Regions from separate parts of the Mus musculus genome. Here regions 2, 3, 4, 5, 6 and 7 are each linked to region 1. A link is a contact called in public HiChIP or PLAC-seq and promoter capture Hi-C data. All regions are on one chromosome and are shown on one strand. The core of a region is the stretch at or near the end of the contact, and the rest is flanking DNA. Distances in the headings are between cores, read along the strand shown. Region 1 holds the start of Leprotl1 (leptin receptor overlapping transcript-like 1). Region 2 has its middle 28 kb from the start of Gm34419. Region 3 holds the start of Tnks (tankyrase, TRF1-interacting ankyrin-related ADP-ribose polymerase). Region 4 overlaps Tnks (tankyrase, TRF1-interacting ankyrin-related ADP-ribose polymerase). Region 5 overlaps Tnks (tankyrase, TRF1-interacting ankyrin-related ADP-ribose polymerase). Region 6 holds the start of Wrn (Werner syndrome RecQ like helicase). Region 7 overlaps Tnks (tankyrase, TRF1-interacting ankyrin-related ADP-ribose polymerase).

Region 1 (3,395 bases), core at 251-2,750:
ACCCAATAAACTTATAGGGCGACTCCCTTTCAGTCTGTGTAGGTACAGATTCCAAAACTTCTCGGATAGGGCCTACAACCGTGACCAACCCATTGGCTTCTCCTCTCTCCAGCTTTCCAAATTCCCGTTCCATTTATTAGCAAAGAGCATGTTCCATCTGCCCCCCAACACACACACACACACACACAAACAACCCAACTTTGTCTTTCCATTAAAAGAGTCCTGTCAGATCAAACCAAAGGACTATTTCCCATGTCTTCTATTTCCTAGATATTTCTAGGATAGAGGTTGTCTCTGCCTTCTTAGATTCAACAGAGGAGACCTACATATTAGCAGCTGTAAGGCCTATTAAAGGGGAGAGTGTATTTTACAGGCTGTATTTTACAGGCTTAGCAAGGTTCCGAATAAAGGAAAACACAACCGGCTAGGTCTGGGAGCCCATAAGGCATTTTAACAAAAGGCAATACGCTGTGGGAAAGCAACTAAATGGAAGAAATTTGGGCTTTCAGGGGAAAACTAAGGGAGATAAAGGCTATTTCTGTAACATTTCTACAAACTCCAATTGCGGCTGCTTACAGAGACATCTGTCTCTTCCTCAGAAATGAAAATATTTACACATGGGAAATTTTGTGTTGCAAATATCTTCTCATGTAACACAGGAAAGGAAGTTCCGGCTACCTTTACAAGGAGAAACTTAAATCGGTCTGATTTTGTACAGAAAAGGAGCGCAGCCAATTCCCCTTCTATGTCTCTCTCTTTTTTAAAATTGATTTCAGCTACAGTCATCTTTCCGCCGCCCCAGTGGTATATTTTGGAGTGCAGATGGATCCCTCTTGCTATCCATTATCTTCGTCGCACTTTTGTTCTCTTTTGAGTATTTTCTCTTTCTAGTCTGCAAACAACCCGAGGGCAGAAACTACACCTGGTTTTGTTCATCCCAACGCCTACCCGGTTCCCCAGCATATGCTATGTGGGAAGCTTACATAAATATATAGGATCTCTGCGGGGCGCCCCCCCCCCCACTTCCCCATCCTTTTTGTCACCAAGACTGAAAAGCTCTCCGACTCCCAAGAGGAAGCATCTTTATGTTCACATTATGACTCGTTGACTCCCTGCGGGGGTGGAGGGGACCTCATGGGATCTGTGTTAGGAACCCAAGGAGAGAAGCAGAGACCACCCATCTCACGTGTCACAGACTGGGTGGTGGGAGGAGAAATGGGCTCGCGGGGCAGAAAGTGAGGCGATCCCGCAAAGACATCGCCCGCATCTTCACGAGCTCCGCACGCTCTCTTCTCGAGACCGCGGGGACTCCGGGCCGGAGCTGCCCCGCACGTCCCCAGCTGGCCCCCCTCAGCCGCGGAAGGAAGGACGCCGGCCCGGCCCGGCCCGGCCTCGCGCGCCCCCACGCCCCCGCGCGAGCCGCCGGCGGAAGTGCAGCGGGGTGCACTTCCGGGTGTTGTCTGGCCGCCGCCGCCGCCGCGCGTCTCGGGTCTCCCGGCCACCGCCCGGGTCGTGGAGCCAGGAGCGACGTCACCGCCATGGCGGGCATCAAAGGTGGGCCTGGGCCGCGGGGCCGGGGCCGTAGGGATGGGGCGGGGCGGCGTGGGGACGACCCAGCCGGGCTCCTCCGGCGGTGGCGCTCCGCCCCTGGACCAGAACGGGGCAACCCGGCCACCGACGCGGTCTGCGCGAGTTTGCACCCAGAGACATTGAGGGCTGCGATCGGGAGGAATGCCCGGCACGGCAAACCAGTGTGGTTTCCCACCCGAGGCACGAACGCGCCCGTCTCCCAAACCCGGGCTCTGCATCCGCTCCCGGGATCGCGGTGCACAGGCTTTCCCTGCCTCTTAAATCGAATGCATCTTTGGTGTTTTTAAGGTGCAGTAGAGCCCGGATGCTAACCCAGAGTGCTCCTGGCTTCCTTTCCCCCACAAGTGCACGTTGACACTTTGTAGTTGTGATTTTTTTTTTTTTTTAAGAAGAAAGGTAACGAACACCTTGATGAAAGGTTACTTGTCTATTGGTGTGTTTTCTTCAGAGAGAACGGGATGTTGCATTCTTTGAAGACAGGGAACTTGGCTCAGTAGTAGTCTTGCCCCTGGGGTTAGAAGCAAAGTTTTGTATTTACTTATCAGCGGATCACTTTGATTTCCTGACCTGCTTTGTAGAAGAGATAACCTAGTTGGAAGTAAAAACAGTTGGATAGTGGTGCTTCCACCTCGCTGGTAAGGGCGACTTTGGCTGAGCTTTTTCCCTGGTTCACGTTTTTTCTGGTGTCTTGTTTATTTTCGGTGCCTAAAAAAAAAAAAGATGTTATTTCTCGTATAGAACCTTGTCATCTGAGCAACTAGGACACTTTCGGATCTCTTTTTGAGCTATAATAGACCCTTTCAAGTTCTAACGTGGATGGAAGTTACTGTAAAGTGCTGTTCTTTTTAGGATGTTGCCTGCGTTTCTCTACCCACCTGCGGTGTCATTAATGAGGGACTCTTTAAAAAAAGAAAACAGTTTTTATGGTTCTCCAAATCTGGATAATGTTAATCCTGGTGACAGTGACTGGGGGGGGGGGTAATTTTACTTTTTAAAGATTTCAGTGCCTTTTAAAGTTACAGGTTGCTTATCAAGATATTTCTTCCTGTTGGCCTTTAGATTGCCCTTAAGTAAGGAGTATTGCTGTAAAGACCATTACATATTTCTTGAGCCAGTTGCCTGCTACTCTGTGATACATTATATTTTCTGCTAACTCCCAGGCCGGGGAACTTGACCCCTTCACCTCTGTCTTTGTAGTCCATCTTTAGAGAATTTTTGCTAGGTAATTGGGCTGTTCCATCCCTGGCCCAGAGGCTTTGGAAGTAGAAACCACACTCCTCTCTGTTTCATTTTCCGAGTGTTGCATCAGTCAATTACTGTATGAATCCTTACCTTACTGGTGTGTCACTTAAGACACCGTTGATATAAAATAAGCCACCTAGCTGCCAGTGTCATAAGACTGGAGAGACGTTACTGGTTTGGGGAGCATTGTGGAGCAGTTTGTTTACGTGTGTCAGCTTTTATCTGTGATGACTTAAGAGATGAGATGTCACATGCAGATGGCTTTGAACGTCTTTTAAATACTGAGTATCGAATGCATGGAAATATGACCCTAGGGTATCTCCATTCCCCAAACACTTCTACAGGGCTTGTTTTTTCATATGTGAGTACTTGAAAGGAATTGGATCTTGTATAAATAAATGCATCGGTAATTTTATGGGCTGGAGAGATGGCTCAGCAGTTAACAGAAGAGATGAGCTCAGATCCAAGATCCGAGCATCCCTACCCAGCAGCTCACAAAAGCCTGCACCTCCAGCCCATAGTTACCTCATCGACACACAGACAGACACACACCTCCATAATAA
Region 2 (3,395 bases), core at 419-2,918, 980 kb before region 1:
GGAAGGTTCTGGGTCCTGGGACATCTGCTGACCTACCTCCCGGTCTGATGCTCGCTACACAGGTGTGTGCTCCTGCTGTAAACATTCCTTGAGCTCAAGGCGGTGTAATCTCTGTGCATTGCTGACGTTAGGGGCCTAAGACCCCATGCAATTAAAAAAAATCCACATGTAGCTTTTGACTTCCTATCTAGCTGGCCAGAGGCTTTTACTGACGACACAACCAGGTCTTTCACATTTATTTTGTATGCCGTGTAAGTACTTAGACCCAGTGCAAGACATGGAGAGCATCAAGGGGTCACTTCTTACTGCCATGTGCTTTACTTAAGAGAGATGAACTGCTAAGGCAGAACAATCAGTGTAACAGGGCAGATGTTTGGTACCTACCCTGGAGCTTACCGCAGTGACAGCAGGAAATGATAATGGAGCTATTGCAGATGCTCACTGCTGAGTGTTAGATCTGAGTTAGCCCCATTAGCTCTATCCAGGGAAGGCTTAGTTCTTAGCCTGAGGTGCTACTGGAGGTGGAAAATAACTTTAGGAGGAGAGGCCTAGCATGAAGAAGTTAGTGTTGATGTTTTAGCCTCTTCCTGTTTCTGTCTTAGCTCCTTGGTCACATTGGGTGAAGAGATCTGTGGCCCATGATCCCGCTATGATATACAATGCACCCAGCAGGCAGAGAGAAACAGAGCCAAAACACTGAAACCTCAGAATTGAGGGAATATCAGCCTTCCTTTCCTTGTATTGATTAGCTCATGTGTTTTGTTACAGTTATGGAAAGCTGACTGAGACACCTATGTAGTAGTTTATGCAGTATAATTAATACCCTGTTATTTCCGTGTGCTTGTATTCCCCTCAACTGCAAATGGCACCAAGTATAATCTGTGTTTGTCTGTTTATGTCTTGAATAAAACTTAGCTTTTTTATAATATCCTCATGTCTTTTATGAGAGTCAATAATATAATTATGATCATCTACATATATGTGTTAGTGACATAACTAGATTTTTATTAATATATACACAAACCTCTAGGCTTCATAGACAAGTTTTTTTGTTGTTCTTTGTTTTTATTTTTATTGTCACACTTCTCAAAAACAAACAAACAAACAAATCTGTAATTCATACTAACAAGACCTGCCAAGTTCCTGCCTGTGTTGATTAAAGGTCAGCTGGACACGTCAGATTTTACTGAAGTTCATTTTAACAGAGCCTTGGGTCCCTCACACACTGACAGAGCATTGCCACTGTCCTGGTCCTTTAGGAGGGAATTGTGTGCCTTTTGTGGGCCCAGGACATGAGGTCAGGATGGGAAACAACTTAAAGGACAGCTAGCTGCAAAGCCTCATGGGAGAAGGCGCAGCACAGAGAGACCTGAATGCAGGGCAGGTGAGAGCAGAAACATCTCGGAGGGGAGCCTGGGCAACAAGGGCCAAATTAACACAGAGTAAAAGTTGGGCTTTCGGGGGAGGATTTTCTGAGATTACAACGGATAGAGTAGAAAAAAGAAATTGCTTTGGCAGAGTCATTTCAGCATTGCAAATGCACAGAAGACGAACTTGGGGAGGGAATGCGAGTTCACCGAGAGCAAATGCAAATCAGGACTGGCTGGCTTCGCGCTCATTTGCATCTGAATCCGCGGATCGTTTCCTGAGAGACAGGAAGTGCAGAACGTTCTGTCACCTTGCCCAGCCGACAATGCTGATGTTGCTGCTGTCACCAGCCGCCTGTTAACAGTATTACCAACTTTGAAAACTAGGGGAAGTGACTATGTACTCCGCACAGACAGGATCTGCTGTACTTTTTGGCTGAACTGACGGGACCCTTTGCTAACCAGACGCCATTTTTTTTTTTTTTTGAGCTCCAACCTATGGCTCTAATTACTGTCATTGTGCACACAGAACCAGAGGCATATGTCCTGCTCCTCACAAAAGATAAAAGCAGGAGGAAGGGAGGCCAATGTTGGGTGTGGGAGTCGGCAAGGAAAAGTGGGGTAGGAAAAGTTTGCTTGCTCCAAAGGAACGCTGAGACTTATGGGTGTTTGTTTGTGTGTTTATGTTATCATTACCCTTGTCACCTTCCCATGATCAATCCCAACGCACCAGGCACTGCTTAGTGAACTGTAGGACAACTCTAATTATTTTAAGGATATTGTAAAGCGGAGGTTCAGAAATATTGAATAATTTACCCAAGGACACACAGCCAATGTATGAGAGACTGGGGTTCTATTTCATGATTCCGAAATCATCTCCACCCACTTACTCATTTACTTCGTACGCCGTTTAGCTGTCTCCAGAGCAATGACAATTTAGAAGAGATTGATCTACTAGGAAATGAATCCAAAGGCAAGAAAATCAAGGTGAAAAGGCAGTGACATTTCCAGGAAGGACAAAGAGACAAGAGGAAGGTTTGGACTATTCCATGCAGAGATCTCAGCATGCTGGTTGCGATTGTTTGGATGGGGTTTATACCTGGACGATTTATTCCTGGAAAATGTGGTTGCTAGTGTGGCAATGCTAAGAAGCGGCAGACCCTCAGGAGACAGAGCCCAGAGTAAGGCCTTCGGGGAACCGATGCTATTCTTGTGGAGTGAGTCCTTGTGGGGAGACTTGTTTTCTACCCTGCCCTGTGATTTCTTCCTCTTGCATGTCCTTCTGCCATGATACCATCTACCATACATAGTGTGATGCCATAGGAGGCCCTTGCCAGAATTGATGTCGTGCTATTTGGACCAGGTCAAGCAATGGAAAGAGAGAGAGAATTTGGTGCCAAAGTATGATGAGCAGGGTTGACTGCCAATGGGAAAGAGGATCCATGAACCAAGTCTCCAGAGGCAGATGTACTGTGAAGTAAGGTTGCAGGGCCTCGTTTCTAAAGACCCTTTACAAAGAAAGGCCTATGGCATACACTGATAATGTACCCATATGGCCGTGTAATAGACAACATAGAGGAAGGAACGTTTTAACTCAGTTCTACTTGGCGTTGTCTTTCCAACTTCCCCTCCTTTCTTCCTGCCCTTGTTTCAGGAGGCTCCAGAGCATCCCTGGGTCTTTGAGGTATCTAGCTGAGGGAAATCTAAGTCCAGGATACATTTAGACCAACTAAATGGGATATTTTGTTAAAAGTTCTGGATCATGTCCACGCACAGCCTATCCCTACATAGGGGTGCCCCCTTTGGGGGGTACATATACTGACTGCTGATTTGGCCAGCTTCCTAACAAGGACACAGGTCACAGCAAGAGAAGAGTGAATTGTTGGGACTGGAGGGATGGCTCGGTGGGAAAAGCGCTTCCCATACAAGCATAAAGGCCTATGCTTAGATCCCCACAACGAACACAGGGCTGGATATGGTGCTTGTGTCTGTAACATCAGCTCTTCTACAGAGACAGGAGACCCCTGG
Region 3 (3,395 bases), core at 295-2,794, 820 kb before region 1:
CTAATACACAGAGTGAGAAAACTTACAGGGAAAACTCTCACCAGACTATGAGAGTTTGTGCAGCCGATTGCCACGAACGCCAAGGAGCAGAGACAGGACAGATTTTTGAACTGCTCTTTTCAAAGTGTCTGTAATCTGAGAGGACAGGATTAACATTTTAGAGACTTGCTTTACCTGTTGTCTCTGCGCTAGCAAAGCAGAAGAAAGAAGTCAGTCATTCCAGAGTACGGCCACGTCTCTCATGTCATGTGGTCTGCTCAGTCTCCGAGATTCTCGTCTGGTGCTCCCCCTCCCCCACCCCGCTCCCCCATTGCTCATTCCTGTCCCTTCTTATTCTCTGTCTAGTTAGGTTTGCATACTCCCAATGCCAGTGAGTCTTGCATGCCTCTCAGAGCATCCTTAGTCAGATTTAACTCTGAAGAGACAAACCAAGCGGTGTGTCCTCCTGACCCACTAGCATAGTTGCGGCCATTTTGTTCCATGCTTGCCAGCTATTTCATATTGTTGCTGTAATATGCCTACCAGCCTTTGACATAGAAAAATAGTTTGACTCAGAGAAGGGTCATGCTGGTCACATCCCCTGTTATGTTCTGTATGTCCTGAGGTTTGTTAATCTTAAGGAATTCCACAAAGCTTTACATAGGGCCCATCAAATTAAAGGTCATTATGAACTGTTATGTCAAAAATGGCTTAAATCAGACCTGATCACCTGGCAGAACTTCCTGCACCTGAGAAAGATCTCATTGTCGTTTGTGTGTGTGTGTTTTCCTTTATAAGCTGACAGAAAAAGATAATGTAGTTCAGATAATTCTGAGCTATGTCCATGATCTAATCAGTATTAGGGTATAAATTCAATAATCCGACTCTCAGACCCCAACACTGAGCTATTGACAGTGTGTATGTGCATGGATTCCTTTCTCCGGTATTAAGTACAAATGCTCTTAGAGAATAAAGTTCCCTTATCCTTCCCTCCTGTCCCGTGTCAGAATGAGACGTAAGAGACAGTACAAAGAGACAGTAAGGTGGAGAGATATCTAACACTGCATTTAAAAATATTCCCAATGTGCTAATTATAATTATTCTTCAGAGCGTTTGTATGCATTAGCTCACTTCATTCCTGCAAACAACTTTGTGAGGTGGGTACTATTAATTCCATTTTCGGACGAGGACGTTTGGTAGATGTTTGCATAAGTTACACTTTAATAGCTTCTTCTGAAGGGAGACACCGCAGACTGACGGGTACCCGAGGGAAGACTGAAGCCGACCGAAGCAATCCCGCAGAAAGTGAAGGAAGGCAGAAGTTTCTCAGACAGGTAGTGGCTCACCACAACTTTCAAATCTGCCCAGCCAGCCCGCCAGGGCGTCACAAAAGCCCGTCGCTCCACTACTAAGCCACGCCCCCAGGCTGGTTGTTCTCTGAGCTTCCAATACTTCCCTTCTTCTCTCGGACTCCACCCACTTCGGCAGGAATCATTTCCGGGTATGTTGGATCCCGATTGGTCCAGAATCCGGAAGTGAGGGCGGGCGGTGGCGCCGTTGCCGCAGTGACAGTACGGGGGAGTGGGAAGATGGCGGCGTCGCGTCGCTCTCAGCATCATCACCACCATCATCAGCAACAGCTCCAGCCCGCCCCAGGGGCTTCGGCTCCGCCACCGCCACCTCCCCCGCCGCTCAGCCCGGGCTTGGCCCCGGGACCCACCCCTGCCTCGCCTACGGCCGGCGGCCTGGCGCCCTTCGCCTCCCCGCGGCACGGCCTGGCGCTGCCGGAGGGGGATGGCAGCCGGGACCCGCCCGACAGGCCGCGATCTCCCGACCCGGTGGACGGCGCCGTCTGCACCGTGGCTGCTCCGGCCGCGGTCCCGGCAGCTTCCGCCGCCGTCGGGGTCGCTCCCACCCCAGCCGGCGGCGGCGGCGGCGGCGGGAACAACTCCGCGTCGTCCGCTTCTTCCCCGACTTCGTCTTCGTCTTCCTCCCCGTCCTCCCCTGGCTCGAGCTTAGCGGAGAGTCCCGAGGCGGCCGGAGTTGGCTCCACGGCAACTTTGGGAGCCGGGGCGGCGGGCCTCGGCCCGGGGGTCCCAGCCGTGAGTGGGGCCCTGCGGGAGCTGCTCGAGGCCTGTCGGAATGGGGACGTGTCCCGGGTGAAGAGGTTGGTGGACGCCGCGAACGTGAATGCCAAGGACATGGCCGGCCGAAAGTCTTCTCCCCTGCACTTCGCAGCAGGTCTGTCTGGGACTTGAGAATTGTGGTTTACGGGGTTCGGAGCGGAGGGTGGGTGATTGGACCCAGGACAAAGAAGTTACAGGTTGTTAGCAGGACTTCACCCCGAGAGCTGAAGTTTTTAGTGCATGGGTGGTGGGGACTTGGAAGCGGGGACGAGGTGTGAATTCACCCCTCAGTGTTTGCAACCGTGGTACTTCAACTTATGCAAACTCTGTGTAGCGGTCAACCCTGGATGTGGGCATGCTTAAAACTTTTTCAGTTCAGAGTGTGCCTGCCTGGGACAAGTTGCATTTGAGTCGCTTTAGGGACAGCTTTGTCGTTCGTGAGACAGTTTTGTTTTTGTTTTTGTTTTCGGCACGGTTTTGTCCCCGGAGGACAGACAGTCCCGGGCCAAAAGAAGTGTACGGTAACTCAACAAGTGTTTTAAGAATCTCTCATATTCTTAAGATACACAACGCAAGACAATGGGGTTTGTGAAACGTCACGTTTTCTATGAAGTCGACTGTCTGTTTGGAGAGACTACAGCGGGCCAGTCGGAGACAGTAGTGATAAGGGTATTGTGTGCCTTATGATAAGGGGCAGAGAGAGACAGAGAGCGAGAGAGAGAGCGAGAGCGAGGGCGCAGCTTTGAGGTCCATTGTGTATTTACCTTGTCTCTCAGCTCATTTTCTTAGAGACAAAGATGAGAGGTTGTTTGAGCAAGGATCTAGGAAGAAGTCTCTGGCGGGGAAACTCTCCACATAGGCACTGATTGCTAAATGCTGAACTGAACTTTTTTTTGCCCCATCCCCCTTCTGAGTATGTAGTTGTTTTCTTTTTGAAACGCAGAATATTTTTATAAAACACAGAAATGTAGAACAAAACTAAAAGGGCTGTAATCTCACTGCTTTGATACTTTTGGTTGATTTTTTTTTTTAAATATAGGTGATGCCCTTAAAACAGTACCTTTGAAGTGTGTACTTACACATTTATTATAAATTCAAATAGGACAGAAAGATACAAAATTAAAAGACACTTTTAAAATAAAGTATCAAACATTCCACTTTTAAATGTTAGTTTTTCTTAAAAAATTTTTTTTCATGAGTACATGTAATTCATTAATGTTCTGTGGTGTGATGCCAGGTGCGTGTGTGTGTGTGTGTGTGTGTGTGTGTGTGTGTGTGTGTGGGGACAAG
Region 4 (3,395 bases), core at 497-2,996, 800 kb before region 1:
CCTCATTACTCTGGTATCTTACTGAATGCTTGCCTTTTGTACCTGTTTCAGAGCCTCCTGGAAGAGTTCTTAAGGAGCTTGGGCTGAGGAGTGAAGTATGCATTCTAGGTTGTGGAAAATGGCGATAGATGGGGCTAGGACAGAGAGCGAACGCCCCAGTGTGATTTCTTTTATCACCATTTTCCAAACTTTGCTTTTTAAAAATGCTGTCACCTTCGATGTAATTGTGCACTTGGCCCTCTGGTCCGATTGCAGTATTTCCCCTTGATATATCCCTCTACTTTTGGCTAGCGCTGCAGTGGGAAATCCTGTCTTCATATTCACAGCAGCAAAGGAGACACAGTGCTGGTGTTGAGTGTAGGCCTTCTCTGGTCCATCGCCTGCCTAGGCAGGATAATTACCTTCTGCTGTTGAGCTAATCTTTTTGCGTTGGAATTTAACCATCTTTTTTTCTTGGGACAGTTTATTTTTACTCCCTGTTTCTTACCTTTTTTGTTTCTGGTAGTTTCTCTGTTGGGTTTGGAGAAAGCACTCCTTTAGTTCTCTGTACTTTAGCATTCTCTCCCTCTCTCTACCTCTCTCCCTCTCTCTCCCCCTCTCCCTCCCCAAACCAGGTTCTATAAGATAGAATAATTTTCAGCTAGGGTCTGCTTTTGACAAATGAGAAATCAACAGGGAAATATACTCCTTTGTGACTTTTGATGAACCAATCAGAAGCTAGTTTATCTTCTAAGGATTAAAAGCTAATATAGTTACAATGAAAGCTAGAAGAGGAAGCAATAACGTTAAATATAAAATATTTGTCATTGGATGGTATATTACAGAGTAATCAGAAACTTCTAACTAGGTGTCTGTGCTTTGTTGTGTATTAGATGAGGTAAACCAGTTGGTACATAGAAGACAAGTAAGGTGGAGGTTCTTTCCGCAGTTCCCAGTACAGATGTTCACAACAGCATACACATTTCTTCCGTAAAATACAGTAAACCCAAATACCTAAAAACATGTCAGAAGAAGAAAGTGGACAGAATGAGAGTGAAGGCATGGTGGTGGAGCTGTCGTGAGATAAACAGCAGCTGCCTTCCACACATCAGCCAGGATGCACATGATTCAGAATGAACTTAGAGTTAGAAGTTCCTCCATGTCTGGACCCTCTGGAGTAGGCAGTGATGTTAGGGAGCCACTGAATACCCTGGGGAGAAAAGTGTTTAAAAGCTCTACAGTTATTGTTCAAAAGCTTCTGTGTTGCTAATTTTTGTGAACGTGACACAGGCATATCTGGGAGGAGAGGGACTCTAGGTTTAGGAGTTTTCTCCATCAGATTGGCTCGTGTGCAAGTCTGTGAGGCAATTTTTTGATTACTGATGGATGTGGGAGAACCCCAGCCCACTGTGGGTGGAGCCATTCCTGGGTAGTTGATGGTAATTCTTATAAGAAACAGGGCTGTTGGGCTGGTGAGATAGCTCAGTGGTTAAGAGCATCAACTTCCCAAGGTCCTGAGTCCAAATCCCAGCAACCACATGGTTGCTCACAACCATCCGTAATGAGAGCTGACTCCTTCTTCAGGAGTGTCTGAAGACAGCTACAGTGTACTTACATATAATAAATAAATAAATCTTTAAAAAAAAAAGAAAGAAAAAGAAACGGGGCTGAGCAAGCCATGCAAAGGGGACAGACACCAGTAAGGAGGGTTTCTTCTCCATGGGTCTTGGTTTCACTTCCTGTTTCCTGACTACTTCCCTTCATGTTGGACTGTGAAGTGGGAAGCCACACAAACCCTTTGATCCCCAAGCTGCCTTTGGTGGTGTTTGATCCCAGCAGTAGAGAGCCAATGAGGCCAGTCTTGTGGCTGGAATTACGTAAACAGTAGATCACTGATACCTTCCCTTCTAAGGTATCTCGTGGATCCTCTGTCACTAAAAGCCCGTTTATCTTTTATGTCAGTGTTCTTGACAATTTCAAGCTTACTTTACTCTTTGTCTTTTGGGTGTTCTTGGATCTTACAATACTTACAGAAAAATTAAAAAATGACATGTAATATGAACTTTGCTATTGTGATCCAGTGCTCGTTGCTTTGTTGGTAGTCAGGTTAGGAAGAAAATGCCTTCTTAGTCTGTTGTTTGCTACTGTTTATAAAATATTTCAGTTTATATTACACCAAACGCCTTTGGGTTTTCTTTTTTGATAACATTGTTCATGTTACCGTTAAGGTTTAAGGTTGTTTCTTGCAGATTTTAATTGTAGGCAAGCTTAAAATGTTAAATGTTAAGTGGAATGACTTTTCCTGGTTTTTTAGCTCAGACCTGGGGAATAAATACCCGTGGCCCTACATCTTGTACTGAAACACTTCAAAGGGCCTTAATTATAATACTTTAAAATCAGTTCTTTAAGAATGTTGCTAAGTGTATTTAGTTAGGCCTTGTACTTTGAATTTAGTTTTTCCTTAAAGTACATTTTTTGTTTTCTTTAAATATGTGAAATGACATTATTTACCAGCAAACATGTGCTGAAATTTACAAATCATCTTACACTCTACTTACATTCTACTGCTCCTGGACAGGGGTAGCTCAATTTTATATCAGAATAGTGAAACCAGAGAGAGCTGGCCATGTGTCCAGTCTGCTGTTCTGGCACAATAGTACTGAGCAGTGGTAGAGGTCCTACAGTCTCGGTTCTGTCCCTCCCTCCCTCGACCATCACAACCCAACCCTTCCCATTATGAGAAGCAAGGCTCCTGGGGAGTTTGAAGGCTTGTTGCTTTGTTCCTGTTGGGACAGAAAAGACAATGATGGATTAGGTGACATCAGTCAGGTCAGGCCACTGGCATTCTGCGAGCCCAGGTAAGGAGCTTGCATTTGAGGAAGGGTCTATCCTGTGGTCTCTCTATGCTAGCTGATGTCAACAGCAGGCATGCGAAGATGAGGCCCAGAGGACTAGTAAGGTCGTTGGATGAGTGTCTAGCTGTTGGCTTACGTCTTTCCCACTTGGACCCTCACAGACCAAGGTGCTCACCCAGAATTTGGGACCCAGCTGTCCTTGCCTTCTAACTCTGTGCCAGATCTTTATTGTTAGACAGGAGAGCAGGAGTGTCCTTAACTAGTTGCCTCTGATTTTGTTCTTGATTCTTTACTTTTTATTGTGATTTGTGTGTGTGTGTGTGTGTGTGTGTGTCTGTCTGTCTGTCTGTCTGTTAGTCTGTCTGTGTGTGTCTGTGTGTTCATACGGAGGGCAGAGGTCCATGCTGGGTGTTCTGCAGTCACCTTCCATCTTAGTTTTTGAGACTGGGTCTCTTTGTTGAGCCTGTAGCTCCAGGGATCCCTCTGTCCCACACCAAGTTCCCAGCTTTCTTCTTTTTTCCTAACGTGGGTATGGGAGATTCAGATTGAGATCCTTATGTC
Region 5 (3,395 bases), core at 259-2,758, 770 kb before region 1:
GCCCCATTGAGTGTTTTCCTCAGTCACTCTCCACTGCACGTTTTGAGGCAGAGCCTCTCACTGAGCCTTTTCCTCAGTTACTCTCCACTGCACGTTTTGAGGCAGAGCCTCTCACTGAGCCCGGGATACTCTGATTTGGCTAGACTATGGCCAGCTAGTCCCAGGGATCTTTCTGTTCCACTTCCCTAGCTCTGTGTGACAGATGGATGCTGAGGATCAGAACCTGGCTCTTCATGCTTATGTAACAAGCATTTCACCAGCAGAGCCACCATTTCAGCCCTAAAACTCTTATGTAAGATGTAAGTTTCCCTCATCTAAATAAAATGCGTGAGACCTAAGTGCTTTGGCGTTCAGACCCACCCCACCTGAGGAGTTGGAATATTTGCATATATATAGCATGAGATGTTTTGAGGTTGGAATCCAGGCCTCAATGCGAGATTTATTTGTGTTTCACATATACCATGGTAAGCATACAGTCTACCAAATGAGCTACATTCTTAGCCCTCTCATTGGTTAAATCCCATGTATGTTAATGAGAGTTCTAAAATGGAAGAGTATTAGTTTAAATTTGGTTGCTTAGTGTATATTTCGCTAAAGAATGAAAATTTTTATTGCTTAGGGAAAAAAAAAACAAGCAGTGGCCAATGAGCTGGCTCAGTGGGTAAAGACACATGTCACCAGGCCTCAGGACCTGAATTTAATCCCTGGGATCAACATGTAGAAGTGATTGTCCTCTTACTTCTACATTGTGTCCCCACCCCCAGTAAATGTAGAAAAAAGTGATTCAGTATACACTTAAGTGTTCCCCTATCATGGTGTCAGAGGTGGCTATGTAGGTGCTCAGAGGATTCACTTTCCTCACCTTGAATTTCAGGTTTTTGACTAAAGATGCCTAACCTGTTCACTGTTTAAATATCAGATGGGTAGTAGCACTCCCGTGGTCTCTGGGGCTCTGCTCTTACACAGCAGTGGTTTAGTTGGCATTAGACACTTCCCAAATGCCATATCCATATTTTATCTACTGCCCACTCACTTATAGGAGGGTCTGAATCTTAAGGAGTCTCTGTAGTTTTTATGAAATACCTTTGTTACATGAATTTCAGTGATTGGGTTTTTAGTTCTAGAAATTTGATGGAGGATCATAATACAGGATAGAGTTCTTTTTTGTAGCATGGCTGCAAGAGCTGGCGTTGCACGCATTACTGTGTCTGTTAAACTTCTGGAAACAAGCCAGTGTGTCTATGGTGAGTTTCATATGTGAGCACTGAGCCACTAAAAGCCTTGCACAGGGTTACAACTCTTCTGAGAGAGGACGTGTTGGAGATTCAGCAGCGAAGCAGCAGCAGCAGCAGCAGCAGCAACAAGCAGTCACAGTGGTAGTAAAGGCAGGGCAGCTTCAGCTAGCACAGCTCACAGAGCGAGGCAGGGAACACGCACACAGCTCCCATACTGCTTCCTTGGGAGGCAAAGCAGGACCGTCCGGGGCAAGCTTCTAGTTTCATGGTTATGATGTCAAGTCATGTGATAATACTGTACCATAAGTTGCCAACTTTGCTTTACTCTAGAGAAGATCCTTTGCTGCAGTGCTTTTGTTCCCCTTTTTCTTTCATTTTTCTTTTCTTGAAAGAGAAAAAATTGTGCAATGTATGTTTATGCCTACACCATGCCGAGGCGACACTTAGCAGTAAATAATCTCTGTATCCCCGAGGTAAGATACTGTTTGTGCTTTCCCTGCACAGTGCTGCTGCAGCACGGAGCCGATCCAAACATCCGGAACACCGATGGGAAATCAGCTCTGGACCTGGCAGATCCTTCAGCAAAAGCTGTCCTCACAGGTAAGGAGCCAGCGCTAGGAGGCTGATTTTATAAGATTTTCATGCACTGAATATTTTTCCACTAATGAAGCTAAGAAAATACTAAAAATCTTATTGATTGGATGTGCATCTTATTAATTGTGTTGAGATATATACCTATATATGTATATATCATATAGATTGATATATCTTAATTTTACTGCTTATAGCACTGAGAATTACAGCATTACATCATAGTGTTTCTCATATTTTGTCAGTTTTATGGCTTACATCACAGTTTTCCTCTACCTCCTCTTCTCGGCTGGTTTTTTAAAGCCCTTCACTGTTGAGCAGACAAGGGCATTTGTGTTACTGTAAAAGTAGTTTTCATTGGGAAGACAACCTGCTGCCTTATCCCTGGGGTCAACAGCTACACTTGGGTGCTCTCCTCACCCACTTTTATATATTTCATTATATCTTTGTACTTTTTACCCTGATAGCCAAGTTTTTTAGATTGGGGTAATATATTGTCTTTCTACTTCTGTAATGCAGATTTGGGGCTTATTAATTTTATAAAAGTAAATGCCAAGAACCATCACAGAGGAGACCCTGAGGGTAGAGAGCACCCTTCGTCATGGTCGGCAAGATTATGTTTAACGGCTAGATTTTGAGCTGCTGTTCTCATTGATCTTCGTTCTCAGTGCTGCATTGGCTCTGTTTGGTTTTGTTCTCAGCATACCGGTCCTGCTGCCTTTGCCCTCCTTTACTCTGTGATGTGGAGCCTCCTAGTCACTGCACTGCTAACAGTGCTGTTATAGATTGTGTAGAAGAGAGCTTTAACTGTGTTTAAGTTATCAATCTGCTGTGCACTCTTAATAGAGATTGTGAAGTGAATAGAAGGCATTTATGTACAGAAAGCTTTAAAAATATATGGAATTTTGCTTAATTACTCTACGTGGAACGACAACTTCCCACTGTGCTAAAATTAATATAATCACTGCTAAATCAGAGTAATCTGATATTTCTCAATTAATTAAAGATGAAATGAGTTGCTACATGAGGAGAGCATATACCAGAGGAATAAAGCTTTTTAAATCAGTGGAGATAAAGTTACTGCACAGTTTTAAATGATGAAATCGGGCCTACCTGATTTGTCTCTGACCTGCCTGGTCCTGAAACCTTCAGTCTCTTATTAAACAGTCATGTGCAACAGAATAGCAGCCTTCCGTGGTCTCTGGCCGGAGGAGAAAGACAGTATAGAAACAGCTCCTCTCATAGCTGCTATAGTATGTGCCAAGGGCTAAGCAAGACTGTATTTCTGAGTGTCCTCCCCCTGACCTTTCCTCTTCTCCGGCTCTCTGCCTGCCTGTCTATTTGTTAGGTGCATTTAATGCGTCATTGCCTGTAGGACTGTTTGAAAGACATAGGTTTAGATATAAGCCACTAACCGTAAGAAGCTGTCTCCTAATTTTCACTGCAGGTCAGAGAAGATCATTTTAGGGTACAGCTTTGGCATGCTTGCTTGAAGAGGCTGGAGTATGGTGGAGGACAGATAGCATATTTGATTTGAACACTGTCTAGCATTGCACTCTGCTTAGATGG
Region 6 (3,395 bases), core at 244-2,743, 760 kb after region 1:
TGGGAGGACAATAGTCTGATCCTGGCCCAAACTGTGGCCAAAGTAACCGATCATGCCAGTGCCCCGCATCATGGTTTGTCTAATCCTTAGGAAGCGACCTCGTTGGTTTTCCTTTAGGTCCAGGTAGTATTTCCTATTGTCCCTCTCTATATAGTCCGTTTTGAGGACACTGTGAGGATGCTCTTCTGACCCCACTGACACCGGTGGGGAGGGTGCAGAGTGCTTCTGCCGCCTCCTGGAGACTTGCTCTTTGCTCTGGCCATGCTCCTGTCTGTGGCCTTTCAGGCCCAGATGGGCATAGTGCTCGATGAAGTCGCCTAGACAGTCCTTCAGCTCTGCTGCTACCGACAGGGAGAGGGTCAGTTTACTCTTTCTGATATTGTCCTGCCGGCCTCTCCCTATCCAGACTTCGGCTATCTTTAGGAAGCGGCCCCGGGAGCTCTGCTTCACGTCTAGGTAAAACCTCTTTTTCTGGATGTCCACACGTTTGGAGGCTAGCTCCTGGATTTCGGATGTGCCCCCAGACTGATTAGGGGTGGCTGACGCGGAGTAGTGGGGGTAGTGAGAATGCTGGGCCTGGGGATAGAGTCTACTCTTGCTTAGGCCAGGGCCCCCTACATTCTTGCCTCCGCGGCCACGGCCGCCGCCGCTGCCGCCGCCTCCCCTTCGCCTGGCTCTTTCCATCTTCAGCTGCAAGTGACAAACAGACACACGGGGTGGGATGGGGGAGGGGTGTTGAGAACAATCGCAGACGCCCCTGGGTCCGCACTGCCCCCGCTGCCGCCGCCCGGAACCCCTACTCTGGCCCGGCTCTCGCGCTCCGGCCTCGGCCGGCTCCGCACCGCGCACACAGCATCCCCTCTGCCGCCCCAGGCCTCCCGCTCCGATTCCCGTACGCTGCCAGCCGCCCAGCTCCGGCTCGGCAGCCCCGGGGGTCCCAGCCAGCCGACACTCACATCATCTCCGTCACCGATGCCCTTCACGACCACCGCCGCCGCCGCCGCCAGCTCTCGGCCCCTCCGCCGCCGCCCCCCGCCTCCTTCCCCGCCGCCGCCGCCGCCGCCGCGCGCTCTGCCCCCCGCCGGAGCAGCGGGGCAGGGGCATCGCCTGCGGCGCCCACCGCCGCCGCCGCGCCTCCTGCGGCCGCTGCCTGGATTCGGGCACCGGCCCGACGCCGCGGGGAGGGCGGGAGGGAGGCGGGGAGCTGCCTGAGGGGCCGGGCTTGGGACCCCGCCTCCCCAGCCGCGCTAGCGGAAAGACGGGGGACTCGGGCTCTGCCTCCGGGCGCGCCCTGACGGCAGACAGCGCGCGGGGACCCGGCGTGCGAGAGAGCCGGCAGGAGAGGTGGCGGGAGGGTTGTGATTTCCCGCGACTCACCCGCACCTGCGTTGAGACTACATTTCCCAGCGTGCCCAGCGGCCGTCAGCTCTGAGCATGCGTGCTGCGCGGGGTGGCTGCGGTGGGTGGGAGGGCGGCGCGGCTGGGAGAGGTTGGGCGGGGCCGCGGGCGGAGTGCAGGGAAGGGCAGTCGCCAGACCAGAAGTGCACCGAGGCGCCCGTTGGTATAAAGTTAGTAAATGTGAGGCCTCTCTCGATGCCTGGGTCCTGGGCTTTGGTTCTCAGTCCTCCATAAATCATCCTGCTGGAGGAGAAGACCCTTAGATCTGGCTCTTCTCAGGGTAACGTGCCTTCCCCGCTTTTGCCTCTCCCCTTTGCGTACCCTGGGCTATATCTACGCATCTCGGACGCTTGTTTCTCTCTCCCACGAGGCTTTCTCTTGGGGTTGTGTTGGGGAGATTCTTGGAAAGGGAGCCTTGCCTCCTTTCTCCTTCAGATCCCCTGGAAAGGGGCCTCGGAGCCACAGGCCTCCTCTGGTCCCGTCAGTGGGCTTTCCCGCCTCTTCCGCCCCAGCTGCTGTTTATAGCGCTTCGGAGGCAGAGGTAACTGAGTCCGGGGAGGCAACCGACTTTCCACTACTGAGCAAATTGTTTTGGACCTCTTAAGGTTAAGTCATTGTACTAATGAGCATTTGGTCTTGTTGAATATGACTCGTTCTCCCATAGACCTGATATGTAAAAACCTGGAGAGCAAAAAACTCTTTAGGATGCTAATCCAGAGTCCCCAAATAACAAATTTCAGCCTTATTTTTCCCTTTGGTTTTATTGAGACCCGGCTTCTCTTCTGTAGCCCCTCACACTTTTAGCCCAGGCTGTCCTCGAACTCAAGAGAGTACGGCCTACCCTGTCATGCCCTCTTGATCTTTTATTAGAGATTGTATGCAAAGCCTGCGGCGTATAGGGCAGTTTGGTACTCGATGTCGTTGTATACTAGTTGTCCCCTGTGTCTCCTCTTGCTTTGAGGATGGAACCCCAGACTGGGACCACTCACCTGCTTGATACAGCGCTCTTCAATTGAATGGCATCCCAGCTCTGCTAATTCAGCATATAATTGTTGAGCGCTGCTGAGATAACAAAATGAATGAAACAGAAAATTTACCCATTTTTGAGCTCACAATTTAGCGGAAAGAGATACACAAAATGCCAAGTGCAGTATTGACAAAGTGAAAATGAAAGAAAGACGGGTGAGGGCCAGTGGGTGTTGGGAGGTACAATTCCCAATAGGTCCTCACTGTGAAGGAAGTGTCTATGGGACAGGAAAGAAAGTGCAAGCCTGAAGGAGGCTGCTTGGAGTAAGAGTAACCTAGAAAGGCCTTTAGGGTAGAGAAAAGGGGCCTGCTCTTAGAGATCAGAGAGATTATGCAGGATTCATGACTATGTTAGGAATCTGGTGTGTCATCCTGAAGTGTTGGGAAGCTCTGGTCGAGTTTTCAGGGAAACACACACACACACACACACACACACACACACACACACACACACTATAATTTGCCAGTTTAATAATTTTAAGTACAGTTCAGTGATAATAAATTACACTCTGCATGTGCAAATGTCGCCGCTATCTACTGCTACCACGTTCTTTGTTGTTGATTTGGGTTCTTGTTTGTCTGTTTTTGGATGCTGGGCATTGCCCATGCTATAAATACCTATTCTTTTACTGCGCACACCCTAGCCCTACTTCCAGAACTTGCTCTTCATCCTAAGCAGAGACTCTGCAGCCATAAAGCAATAACTCTATGGCCTCCTCTTCCCAGGCCCCAGAAATTTTTGTAATATTTCACTTCTCTTATGAATCCATGCATTTCAGATACTTCATGTAAATAGAGCCATTTGTTCTTTTGCACCTGACAGATGTGGCTCCGTCCATCCAGCAAGGTTTCCTTTTCAAGGCCCATCTATGCTGTTGTTCAGAGCTGAGCTTAATTCCTGTTTTAAGGCTGAATTAGTGAATGAATGGTTCCTTGTGCATATGTGCGATAGTTTGCTTATCTTTTATACT
Region 7 (3,395 bases), core at 507-3,006, 740 kb before region 1:
AGTTAGCCTGTTAGTAATCCCATTTAGACTAGCCAATAAGCACATAATAGTATTTCATAGGATTTCCTCACAATCTACTGTAATCATTTGCTTACTTCTTTTTCTGCTTTAATAGGATAATCTTCCTTGAAGTCAGAGGTGACAGTGTTGTCTTTGAACATGGCATGCATATACATATATATATGTGTATACACACACACACACACACACACACACACACACACACACACACACCTTTTGAATACATGAGTGGCTTTATAGATGTATTCCATAATTTGCATTATTTAGATTGTAATTATTCGGGCTTTTTAAGTTTTAATTTTGACTTTATAAAATGACATTCCTAGTATGTTTAATTTCCATACCGCTGTTAGAAAATGTTTAATAAAGGTAAGTTTTTAACTCTTAACCATTTTTTGCCCTGAAGATACAATTTGATTTTTGTGCAGTTATTTATTAAACAATTGAACTACAATTTATAGGAAATTGAAAAGACTAATTTTGTGATTCTGAAATTGTTCAGATTACTATATGGAATTGGGGGTACATAGAACTGACTTTATTAGTATAAGATTCCCTTAATAACTTCTACATTTGAAAACATGTGATGATAGCTTCTAGATTTTAGCCTAGTTCCAATTCAAGACACAAGCGATATAATATTCATTAATAGTAGATTATAGGAGTTAAGCAGCTGCTCCTTGGTATCTTTGTAGAGTTTGTGTTGAAATAGCTCAATTTTACATCAAAATACAAAGAAAGATATAACTGCAAATCTTAAAGTTTTTTTAAAAGTATTTTAAAGTAATTTACAGTAACTTTTATTTGATCTAAAGTCTTCTTTTTCTAATATATACCTGCTATTTTTCACAGAAGGCCATATTAAGACAATTTGTATAATCATTTCTTTAATGATATTACCAGCACAGTTATTGCATTAAAGCAATCACAATCACAGTCCTGGCTGTTGTTTTTGTTTATCGAAGGAGCAAACACAGTGTTGTTATCATTAAGGCTCCTCATCCTTCATTTGCGCTAGCGAAAGAAACTTGGGTGCTCTAAGGAATCTGTTATGGGAGACTTCTAAGTTCTGTTCTCACTGATATGTTTTGAAAAATCCATTGTGGAAAAAAAGAAGAGAATAAAATTCCCCATGCCGTAACAATTAGTTACTTGTTTATTTCCAGAGACCCTACTTACTAAGGTTTACTGTTGGTAAAGGGTAGTACACCAAGCAGAAAGGGTAACAGCGCAGGCTAGGTTAGGTTATCGCTGCCCGTTAAGACTATGCTCTCGGCTTTGGTTTTGGAGCACTGCCTCCAAGAGGCGCCTAGCATTTGGTACGTAGTTCACGTATTTCTAGTCTACAGACCTTCCCTATCAAGGCAAATAGCATCCGTGGTTTCATATTTACTGTGTGGTTTTTTTTTTTCCTGCTATAAAGCTCAATGGTGGTAATTAATTAAAAAAAACTTTCTGTGGCATTACAAATAAAACAGGTTTTTTTGAAGGCTAGTAATTTGTACCGTTAAAGAGCCACGTTATTTTGCTTTTGTCTCAGAATGTATTATGCTTCACAAGTATACTGTGACAGCCTGAATACAAACCGGGGGGAAGGGACATTGTCTTGAGCTGGCGTGCCGTTATCAGAGGGAATGTGTTCCTGGACTCGAGGTTTAGCATTCATTGGCTGTCTGAAGAAAGCTATTTCATCTGAGGATTGGACAAGAAGCTGCGTCAATTTACTGCCCGTCTCCAAGGCACTGGTGATGCTGCCTTCACTAGCTGGCTAACGTCACGGCTCCATCACCCAGCGGGGTGTGGACTCTCTTTTCTGTTCTTCTCTGTTTAATTCTCTATTTGCTGCCTACTGCATTTCTTAATCTGTCTTCTGCCAAATGCTAACAGCATGATATTTTGCAATCATCTAGGTGAATACAAAAAAGACGAACTCCTAGAAGCTGCTAGGTAAGTGATTCCATTCATTTTAAGTAAGTATAATGCATTTAGGGAGAAACGGGTGTGTGTGTGGGGGGGGGCAGGTAGAAGAGTGTAAAGATTTATAATGTGTTCTTTTCTTGCTTGGGTTTTAAGAGATAGTGTGGGTAAGATCTATTAAGTCTTTGTGTACTTCATTTTACATTGTTAGTGGACGTAATGACAGAATCCTTCACTATACTGAGCACTGTAAAGCTAATTTTATTTTGTAACGTATCTTGAGGTACTACCTGCAAACCTTTCAAAAGATATTCTTATTCTTGGAGTGTTTATATGCCTATATCTGTATTTTGCTTTGACGATTTTCTTTTCCTAGCCACGCTTGAAGGAGAGACATAAAGTAAATGCTAAAATTCATTCTCAGCTATTTTGTTGTTGTTTGTGGTGGTAGTAGTAATGGTCATTTATAATCTAATTGATTACCTCTTTATAGAATTTGTATTTTTAAATTCTAACATTTTAGATCATTTCTAAGTGAAGTTTGTAATTAAAATGACTATGTAGATACATTTTTAAATGTGGAATGCTACATTACTCATGATACCATACCACCACATAATTAACAGGAATTATGTTAACTGAAATGAATATTATAGACATGCATTGTGATCCACATTTAAACTCTAAAGCAAAAGCCTTGTTGTTTTCCACTATAAAAGAACTATAAATATTTATAAGAAGCTCTATAGCTTTACAGAAATTAACTTGCTGCCTTTTTATAGGAGTGGTAATGAAGAAAAACTAATGGCTTTACTGACTCCTCTAAATGTGAATTGCCATGCAAGTGATGGACGAAAGGTAAGTTATTTAAAATGCCACCTCTTCTAGTAATTTCTTCTTGCTTTACCATGAAATTTTGCTTGGTATGGTCTGTGTACATGTGTATACTTAGATATTTGTAGCTGTTTTTCCTGGCATCTTTGCACTGTAGAGTGAACTGCTCTTCCCTCTTCCTGGTGGCTGTGAAGATTCATGGAGCTAGGGAAGCCTGGGTCCTAAGTGAGCGCTCCTCCGCTGTCAGACACTCGAAGGGGCTTGTTACAGGAACTGCATACACTTTTCAGTGAAGAAAATTAGCAGCATGCGTTCTGTGTGCCATGATGCAAATATGTGTCTGTTAGGACATACACATTCTACATTTATTTGGTAAATTTTATCTGCTAGATATCAGCACTTTGTCTATTAAAGGTAGGAAACTGTTAATGTTTTTTTTTTTTAGATCTCTATAACAGTTCTCCTTTTTTCAAAAACTTAATTGTGGCATATTTGTAAGAAAATAGATTAAAAGAGAAATAGTCTGCATGAGGATACACTGTCATAACTGTAAGGGAATATATAAATTGCGCAGCCTCACTGCCTGCTCTGTATTTGTGCTGAATGTAGACTGAAATGTAATG

What was found. Promoter capture Hi-C pulls out the DNA fragments that hold promoters and counts their contacts. HiChIP or PLAC-seq counts read pairs in DNA pulled down with a chosen protein or histone mark.
Region 2: an H3K4me3 HiChIP or PLAC-seq map of bone marrow-derived macrophages shows a contact between it and region 1, with 8 times the contacts expected there. The contact joins the enhancer-like site here to the promoter of Leprotl1 in region 1. A contact is called at or near these places in 2 of 39 promoter capture datasets (the C10 cell line and embryonic stem cells), 1 of 484 Hi-C or Micro-C datasets (B cells), 11 of 115 datasets of contacts at active chromatin or transcription factors (astrocytes, bone marrow-derived macrophages, double positive thymocytes and 5 more) and 3 of 9 other capture datasets (adipose tissue, embryonic stem cells and liver).
Region 3: a contact with region 1 is called in an H3K27ac HiChIP or PLAC-seq map of thymic regulatory T cells, with 6 times the contacts expected there. The contact joins the promoter of Tnks here to the promoter of Leprotl1 in region 1. A contact is called at or near these places in 16 of 39 promoter capture datasets (the 3T3-L1 cell line, 3T3-L1-derived adipocytes, the C10 cell line and 9 more), 10 of 484 Hi-C or Micro-C datasets (CD4 T cells, the G1E-ER4 cell line, embryonic stem cells and 3 more), 21 of 115 datasets of contacts at active chromatin or transcription factors (the 230-238 cell line, the NIH/3T3 cell line, the SCID.adh cell line and 16 more) and 4 of 9 other capture datasets (adipose tissue, embryonic stem cells, liver and 1 more).
Region 4: an H3K27ac HiChIP or PLAC-seq map of acute myeloid leukemia shows a contact between it and region 1, with 4 times the contacts expected there. The contact joins the enhancer-like site here to the promoter of Leprotl1 in region 1. A contact is called at or near these places in 10 of 39 promoter capture datasets (the 3T3-L1 cell line, 3T3-L1-derived adipocytes, the C10 cell line and 6 more), 2 of 484 Hi-C or Micro-C datasets (both in the G1E-ER4 cell line), 11 of 115 datasets of contacts at active chromatin or transcription factors (the 230-238 cell line, the NIH/3T3 cell line, acute myeloid leukemia and 8 more) and 3 of 9 other capture datasets (adipose tissue, liver and pancreatic islet).
Region 5: a contact with region 1 is called in a promoter capture Hi-C map of neutrophils, with 4 times the contacts expected there. The contact joins the enhancer-like site here to the promoter of Leprotl1 in region 1. A contact is called at or near these places in 3 of 39 promoter capture datasets (the C10 cell line, embryonic stem cells and neutrophils), 12 of 115 datasets of contacts at active chromatin or transcription factors (bone marrow-derived macrophages, cardiomyocytes, embryonic forebrain and 5 more) and 3 of 9 other capture datasets (adipose tissue, embryonic stem cells and liver).
Region 6: a contact with region 1 is called in a promoter capture Hi-C map of fetal liver, with 2.9 times the contacts expected there. The contact joins the promoter of Wrn here to the promoter of Leprotl1 in region 1. A contact is called at or near these places in 4 of 39 promoter capture datasets (erythroid cells, fetal liver, neutrophils and 1 more), 3 of 484 Hi-C or Micro-C datasets (the HL-1 cell line, the HPC-7 cell line and muscle stem cells), 3 of 115 datasets of contacts at active chromatin or transcription factors (astrocytes, fibro-adipogenic progenitors and large pre-B cells) and 2 of 9 other capture datasets (adipose tissue and liver).
Region 7: an H3K4me3 HiChIP or PLAC-seq map of embryonic basal ganglia shows a contact between it and region 1, with 7 times the contacts expected there. The contact joins the enhancer-like site here to the promoter of Leprotl1 in region 1. A contact is called at or near these places in 5 of 39 promoter capture datasets (the 3T3-L1 cell line, embryonic stem cells, hematopoietic stem and progenitor cells and 2 more), 15 of 115 datasets of contacts at active chromatin or transcription factors (the 230-238 cell line, bone marrow-derived macrophages, cardiomyocytes and 10 more) and 2 of 9 other capture datasets (adipose tissue and liver).

The regions. Positions count from the first base shown.
Region 1 is chr8:34,144,844-34,148,238 of GRCm38.p6, reverse strand. It overlaps Leprotl1 (leptin receptor overlapping transcript-like 1), which reads left to right and starts at 1,500. Exons shown (of 4, transcript NM_026609.2): 1 at 1,500-1,554. The coding sequence starts at 1,539.
Region 2 is chr8:35,121,769-35,125,163 of GRCm38.p6, reverse strand. No RefSeq gene overlaps it. Among named protein-coding and RNA genes, the nearest start is that of Gm34419, 28 kb to the right of the region's middle. Within about 2 kb of position 1,668, at least 100 of the 459 cell types and tissues checked have an H3K27ac peak or open chromatin away from gene starts, as enhancers often do. A contact at or near this core is called in bone marrow-derived macrophages, double positive thymocytes and embryonic stem cells, where this site is marked.
Region 3 is chr8:34,963,839-34,967,233 of GRCm38.p6, reverse strand. It overlaps Tnks (tankyrase, TRF1-interacting ankyrin-related ADP-ribose polymerase), which reads left to right and starts at 1,544. Exons shown (of 27, transcript NM_175091.3): 1 at 1,544-2,220. The coding sequence starts at 1,569.
Region 4 is chr8:34,943,647-34,947,041 of GRCm38.p6, reverse strand. All of the region lies in intron 1 of Tnks (tankyrase, TRF1-interacting ankyrin-related ADP-ribose polymerase), which reads left to right. Among named protein-coding and RNA genes, the nearest start is that of Tnks, 20 kb to the left of the region's middle. Within about 2 kb of position 1,746, at least 55 of the 459 cell types and tissues checked have an H3K27ac peak or open chromatin away from gene starts, as enhancers often do. A contact at or near this core is called in the 230-238 cell line, acute myeloid leukemia, bone marrow-derived macrophages and 1 more, where this site is marked.
Region 5 is chr8:34,916,819-34,920,213 of GRCm38.p6, reverse strand. Tnks (tankyrase, TRF1-interacting ankyrin-related ADP-ribose polymerase) reads left to right here. Exons shown (of 27, transcript NM_175091.3): 3 at 1,740-1,835. Among named protein-coding and RNA genes, the nearest start is that of Tnks, 47 kb to the left of the region's middle. Within about 2 kb of position 1,508, at least 38 of the 459 cell types and tissues checked have an H3K27ac peak or open chromatin away from gene starts, as enhancers often do. A contact at or near this core is called in adipose tissue, bone marrow-derived macrophages and neutrophils, where this site is marked.
Region 6 is chr8:33,383,625-33,387,019 of GRCm38.p6, reverse strand. It overlaps Wrn (Werner syndrome RecQ like helicase), which reads left to right and starts at 1,493. Exons shown (of 34, transcript NM_011721.4): 1 at 1,493-1,678. It overlaps Purg (purine-rich element binding protein G), which reads right to left and starts at 1,178. Exons shown (of 2, transcript NM_001382855.1): 1 at 957-1,178; 2 at 1-690. The coding sequence starts at 684.
Region 7 is chr8:34,889,077-34,892,471 of GRCm38.p6, reverse strand. It overlaps Tnks (tankyrase, TRF1-interacting ankyrin-related ADP-ribose polymerase), which reads left to right. Exons shown (of 27, transcript NM_175091.3): 4 at 1,932-1,968; 5 at 2,721-2,796. Among named protein-coding and RNA genes, the nearest start is that of Tnks, 75 kb to the left of the region's middle. Within about 2 kb of position 1,756, at least 71 of the 459 cell types and tissues checked have an H3K27ac peak or open chromatin away from gene starts, as enhancers often do. A contact at or near this core is called in embryonic basal ganglia, embryonic forebrain and forebrain, where this site is marked.